2 separate regions of the Mus musculus genome follow, and region 2 is linked to region 1. Evidence: chromatin contacts called from public HiCAR-type data. All regions are on one chromosome and are shown on one strand. The core of a region is the stretch at or near the end of the contact, and the rest is flanking DNA. Distances in the headings are between cores, read along the strand shown. Region 1 overlaps Kcnq5 (potassium voltage-gated channel, subfamily Q, member 5). Region 2 overlaps Kcnq5 (potassium voltage-gated channel, subfamily Q, member 5).

Region 1 (3,465 bases), core at 80-2,579:
ATGCCGCCACCACCCTGGATCCTTGATTTTAAAGTTATTAGAGGCTGCATTTCTCACGGCAACTGAAACATCAGAAAATGGAGTTTTCTGAACTCAGAAGAAAGGCTGTGACATACAAAAGAGCTGAGCATAGGACCTCAAGAATCCAAGACAAAGTAGGAAGAATGTCCAGAGAGGAACCGCACATGTATTTTAGAGACAGTGGAATATATGATCAGATGCCTTAGAGGTGGACATACAGGATCCCTGTGACAGGCTGTTACCTCCAGAAACCATGTGCTACTATTTCCTCCAGCCTAGCTGAACACTCTCCATCTCTGCACTCTCATATTGACCTGTGCTCCCAGCTGCCTTCTGTCTGCTTGCCAGCTGCCTTACTAGTCCGAAAGTGCTGTGGCTGAAGGGGCTTGTGTCTTACACTGGCTTCCTTCAGTGGTGGACTAGAAGGTGAAATTATCCATTTCCTATCCAAGCAGGTGTTTATCACAACAGCAGGCAAACAAGACCAAGGTTGTCATTAAATCTCTGCGGCTTGGAGTGTAGCTCTAAAAAGCACTTTCCTGGTATTCATAAATCCCTGGATTTAATCCACAGCACTACAAAGTAAAGTGTGTGTGTGTGTGTGTGTGTGTGTGTGTGTGTGTGTGCGCGCGCGCGCACGCATATGTATGTATTGATGCCTAGTCTCGTGTGGCAGCTACACAGCCTGTATTTCCAGGTACTCAGACCACTTGAGTCTCAGAATTTAAATCCAGCATGGGCAACATGGTGAAATTCTGTCTCAAAATAAGAGGAGAAAGATTCAAAAATCTCTGGGTCGTATCCCAGACCAATTAAATCAGAATTAGAGTCAGAGCCCAAGCTCCCTGGGTGATTCCGAAGAGCAGCCAAGCTTGGGTAATAGTGCTCTCTTCACAGTCAATCAAACGCCTCTTCAGTTCACAGTCAGTTGGGCCCTCTCTGCCCCACGCACGGTTTGGCGGCTGGCCGGACCATCCATCTGTTGGTGGCAGCAATAGTCACTGCTGCTTCTGTTTTCTCAGGATTCTTCTCGCTGCATATTCATGTCTTCACCCTGATTTAGAGCTACTGGAAGGAGACTCTTGTGAGATTTTATAACTTGTGGCAACACAACAAATGCACCTACATTTCCTTAGCTCCTCAGAAGCACACATGTGTTTGTGTGTATTTATAGACATATTCTACCCAGAGTTTAACTTTGCTGTAGTTCCTTAGTTCTCAGAAAATGTGTGAGCAGGCTTCTCCAGTTTCTGGAGGAGGTGCCAATTCAGAGTCTGTGGTGAATCTTCAGCACCCTCTAGTGGTGTTAGTGGAGTACATCTGTTTTGTTCAACAGGATCGTTTTTTCCACGCCTCTTGATTACCAACAGCATCCAAGGACACTGACCTGAGGAATCGTCTGTTGCATTAATTAGCCCTGTGATACAACTCGTTCGTGTGAAGAAGAGTCTCCACTAAGTATAACTGACTTCTCAGCCTTTTCTTTGTCCCCCAAAGGCCAGCCAGGAATTGCCATTAAGAATAGGCCATTCACTTGGCAATGGTTTATTGCACCTGTTATGTGAGTGAAAAAGGCCCTAGTACGTCAAAGTACCAAAGTATTAAGACAGTAGGAGAGTATAATAATTAAGGGCTTTGCAAATTGTACTTGCAAAACACATGAAACTGAAGAAGAACGAACACCAAAGTGTGGACACTTTGCCCCTTCTTAGAATTGGAAACAATCACCCATGGAAGGAGTTACAGAGACAAAGTTTGGAGCTGAGACAAAAGGATGGACCATCTAGAGACTGCCATATCCAGGGATCCATCCATAATTAGCCTCCAAACGATGACACCATTGCATACACTAGCAAGCGTTTGTTGCAAGGACCGTGATATAGCTGTCTGTTGTGAGACTAGGCCGGGGCCTAGCAAACACAGTAGTGGATGTTCACAGTCAACTATTGGATGGATCACAGGGCCCCCAATGGAGGAGCTAGAGAAAGTATCCAAGGAGCTAAAGAGATCTGCAACCCTGTAGGTGCAACATTATGAATTAACCAGCACCCCTGAGCTCTTGACTCTAGCTGCATATGTATCAAAAGATGGCCTAGTCGGCCATCACTGGAAAGAGAGGCCCATTGGACAGGCAAACTTTATATGCCCCAGTACAGGGGAACCCCGGGGCCAAAAAAATGGGAATGGGTGGGTAGGGGAGTGGGGGGGGGGACTTTTGGGATAGCATTGGAAATGTAATTGAGGAAAATACATAATAAAAAAAATAATAATAATTAAGGGCTTAACTCTGGAGTCAAGCTGACTCATTCCTATCCCATGCTTGATAGTTCTTTAAGTATGGGCCAAGCGACTTGGCCTCTCTTTGTACTACGGGTCCTTATCTGCAAAGTAATTATACACCTCTCTCCGAGTGTATTAAGAAGTACAGTCTAATATTATCATCACCCTAATTATTAAATATATTTTAAAGGCTCTAATTTTAACCTGGGGCAATGTCCCCAAACATTTCCCCCACCCCTAGATAATGCACAAACTATCACCACTTCTTTTGGTAAACAAGGAAGAGGCCCCCAAAGTCTTTGACCTCTTTGACAACCCATTTCATAGACTTTCATTTATTCCTGGTTTCTTGGCCACCCCTCATAGTTCTTATCTAAAGCAGGGATGGGAAACAACAGCTAAGTCAAAACTCTTACCCAAAGTTCATTTGGTGCAAATTTGGGGTCACTGGGTCATAGCTGCATTTGTTTGTCTGTTTTCTCCAGAAACCATAGGACCTGCAGGACACACGACTTTCACCTGCTACCCTTTCACCTCGAATTACGTCTTGCCCTTTATCTGGGTTTTTAAGTTTCTCTGTATTTACACCCACCTATGTAGAGACAATTAAGACAGAATTTGCAGGCTAGCCCAAGACACAAAATCAGCTTTCACCCTCTACCCACCAACCCAGGACTTCACAAACCCCAGATCTCTCTTCCTTCTCTTATTCTGACAGATAAAAGTCATCTTCTTTGTATCTTAAATACAATGGTCTTGGAAAGGCAAGTCAATGAATAATTGAAAGACCTCTCAAATTCATAATTGAATAGCTTTTCTTAAGACGTTTCCCTCAAGGTAGATATGGTGGCACATGCCTTTAATCCCAGCACTCAGGAGGCAAAGGTAGGCAGATCTCTGTGAGTTCAAGATCAGCATGCTCTACAGAGTGAGTTCCAGGACAGGCAGGGTTACCAGGGACCCCCAAAAAAAAAAAAAAAAAAAAAAAAAAAAAAAAAGTTAATTCCTTAATTTTCAACAATCTCGTTTCTTCCTATGGTTTAAATTATTAAGCCTTGAACTTCATTTGATCCCCTAGGTAACCAGAAAATGGCCTAATCTCTGCTCTCTGGGAGATAATATATTTCAAAGTAAAAAGTAAAATGTCAGACCACATCAAGAATA
Region 2 (3,163 bases), core at 642-3,141, 420 kb before region 1:
CAAGACTTCTACTGTAAAGCAGTGTTTAATTTTACCAAGTTCTTTCTCTGCCTTTAATAAAATAATCACATGAGTTTTCACTTTATTATATTCCATGCTTCGTTATTATGCTTCTATATTTCCACCTGTTAAACTCTACATTAAGAGTTAAGAGCCAACTTGATAATACTATATAATCTTACATTTTATTTAATTCAATTTGTTATTTTTATAAGTAATTTTGTTACTGATCCTGATTTTCAGTTCTTCTTTATTTTATTAAGTGTCTGTCCTAACCTTTGACTGCCCATTTATTTATGTTATATATTATGTTATTTATTTTTATTTATCTATAGATAGTTTTATCATTTTAAAAATATAATAACCTGGTGTCTATAGTAAGAAGGCATGCCTGGGTCAAGTCTAGCTTGGCATTCCTTCTAACTTGCTTTATCTGACTTTAGTATCAGTTAGAAGATATAATAATTAAAACCAAGGAAAATAGACAGAAATCTCAGTGAATAATTATGAACACAGTCATTTAAGCTAGAAAGTGAGGAGAAGAGACCTTTGGCCTTCGAGAACTTTATGTTAGACAAAACACCCTAAAACCAAAGTAAAATATAGACACCACAGTTTTTCCTATTTCAAATTAGAACCTTGTTTGTCCAACCAGACACTAATTAATGAGAAACACCTCTAGCTGCATGAAATCCAATACCTTCGGAGAGAAATGACCTCCGTGCAGACATTCTTCCTTGAAGCTAAAGGGACGAGGTCTAGCTGCACAGACTATGGTCCATACATTTTAGGACATCAGTTTCATTCTTTCTGCTCTCTGTCTCTCTGTCATTCACATTATCACTAAATGGTTATTTTGGTGGAAAAAGGAATGCTCAATTCGAGATGGGTTCAGTTATGGTTAAGGAGGGCTATATATTATTAGTTCAGCTTCATACTACATCTGCCTGTTTAGTGTTTTTTAAAAACTTAGGTTCCACTATGGATCATGTAGAATACCGCAGGACACTGGTCTCTAGAAGAGGCATCCATTCCCAGATCACATGAATGCATACCTAGAGGACTGTGTTATATCAGTGTATAGATAGTCAGGCTTTCTAATTTACATGGTTTAATCCCAGCCCATCTCTCCCGCAGGTGCAAAATATCATGGTTTAAATGAAAATATCATTATTCCTGTGTTACTCATCTACTGCTTAAGAGATGGATGCCCTCCACGAGAGAGACCAGATAACTGGACATAACTACACACAGTATTTAAAATTCAGTGAAATGTAACCCTTAAATATGTCAGTCAAACTGAAATAGCTGATTAATTCCTATTAGTAGAATACTTGGCTCCTTATAGGAGAGACAAAGGAATATTACTTCACATACACAGGCACACAGGCCTTCTCTAGCCTCCCTTTTCCTTGTTCTACGGTGGGGAATCTCCGGCATATAATATGAGAAGAAACGAGGAGAAGTTGGACAGAAGGTACAGATATTACTGAACAGAACATACAGAAGCACTCAGCACTTGAGCCCCAGCGTAACGCAGAGGTCTTGAGAGAATGAGTTCATAAACGAACAGAGGAGGCAGCTGCTTTCCCAGTGCCAGTGCCATGCTTTCTCTCAGCGATGACAATGTGCACTGCTGGGCTTGGCCTGTAGTTGGTAACTTTCATTAATAAACCAAGTGCACCCATTCAGGAAGTACCGGGCAAGGCTCTAGGGGAAGAGATCCATTAGCATTCCACATTTATGTCGAAGAGATGGTGGAGCAAGGCCTCCTGGGTAAAGTCTTAGGAACAATTACAGCTAATTAAAAGGACAGTCCTATCAGCACCCAAACCATGTGGGAAAGGAGTTGGTGACTCAGCTTGTTATTTTGAGTCGAATCCATGCAAAGCCAAATACAGTTCTCAGAAGTCTGTCTATTAGTGTGTGTGAGGTGAGGGGCCAATCAACAGCTCAGCTTTGAAACAAAAGTGAAAGGCATTCGTAGTTACTTTCAGATCCTCTAAAAATAGCTACCATCCTCTGCCAAAGCTAATATAGACAGAATTCCCATGGAAACCCTGAGGACTACAAAGGGCAGATGTTAATTTTTTTCCCAGTTCCTATCGGTCAAATGGCTCCTGCCCGATATTTCTAATGTAGAAACATATAGAGTAAACCACAAAGGCACTGTGTTTATCAGCAGTCTGTGCGTGCTTCAAATGCTTTGCTAGAAACGTTTTAGGGAAAGAGGAGCCTGTGGCAACTTGCTTCATGTTGCCTGTTTGTGCTGGTGGTCGACTCTAGTCTACAACCAAATTTTTGCTTTTTATATTATCAGCACTGAGTATTTGTCTACCATGCATATCACAGTTCTTTGCATTGGTCTTTTTGAAGGTAGTACCTCTTTTGGGTGTGTTTATTAAGTCCTTGGGAGCTAAGAGAATTAAAGGCTGTAAGATCCAAATGGAATTTAACTGTGTGATGTTTACTTTTGAGCAGTCTAATTTTTCTTACTTTAAATTACAGGTAAAATTTCAAAAACTTAATTAAGAACTAAAATAATTGCTGTTGTATATTTCATTATTGAGATATACATTATTGTTGTATAAGATTCTTGGAGAATCTTATGATTGTGATTTAACAAATGCCAGAATAACAATTTTAACATTTTTAATGGTAAAATTGAAGAATAGAATAAAATTGCAAATTGTTTTGCAAATAGTTTTAGTATGGAATTAAATTGATTTAATAATGCTAATTTTAAAAGTAAAGTGTTAATTCTTCCATTTATTTTGCCCGTTTGTATTCTTCTTAGAAGTGTGTTTTCTAAGCTACATTATAATAATTAGCTTATCAATGTGCTCTTTAACAGGCTGCAAAGTCTTCCATATGGGTCACATGTAATCATCCTATACATAGCAAATTTGGAAGGTTAGAGTCATACTTTTGTAATTCTATAATTAAAGGATAATGAGTTTTCTTCAGTTCGTTTCCTTGCATAGTTAGTTATTTTACTCATAGTTCCTAAAGATAATTTTTCAGCAGCAACTGCAACTTTTTTTTAAATTTTATAGCAATTATGTCTTTAAATAAAATTGAGTTGCAAAGCACTAATATGTGACAGCTCAAAAAAAAAAAAAAAAAAAAGAAGCTATCCCAGTATGCTGCTTATTCAGAAACA

What was found. HiCAR-type assays count read pairs that join an accessible place to other places.
Region 2: a contact with region 1 is called in a HiCAR-type map of astrocytes, with 3 times the contacts expected there. The contact joins two enhancer-like sites. A contact is called at or near these places in 3 of 15 datasets of contacts at CTCF or cohesin (CD8 T cells, large pre-B cells and pro-B cells), 5 of 484 Hi-C or Micro-C datasets (cerebral cortex, cortical neurons, muscle stem cells and 2 more) and 3 of 115 datasets of contacts at active chromatin or transcription factors (CD8 T cells, astrocytes and neural progenitor cells).

The regions. Positions count from the first base shown.
Region 1 is chr1:21,409,250-21,412,714 of GRCm38.p6, reverse strand. All of the region lies in intron 11 of Kcnq5 (potassium voltage-gated channel, subfamily Q, member 5), which reads left to right. Among named protein-coding and RNA genes, the nearest start is that of Khdc1b, 27 kb to the right of the region's middle. Within about 2 kb of position 1,329, at least 71 of the 459 cell types and tissues checked have an H3K27ac peak or open chromatin away from gene starts, as enhancers often do. A contact at or near this core is called in astrocytes, cortical neurons and neural progenitor cells, where this site is marked.
Region 2 is chr1:21,828,864-21,832,026 of GRCm38.p6, reverse strand. The region is part of intron 1 of Kcnq5 (potassium voltage-gated channel, subfamily Q, member 5); the gene reads left to right. Among named protein-coding and RNA genes, the nearest start is that of Kcnq5, 130 kb to the left of the region's middle. Within about 2 kb of position 1,891, at least 92 of the 459 cell types and tissues checked have an H3K27ac peak or open chromatin away from gene starts, as enhancers often do. A contact at or near this core is called in astrocytes, cortical neurons and neural progenitor cells, where this site is marked.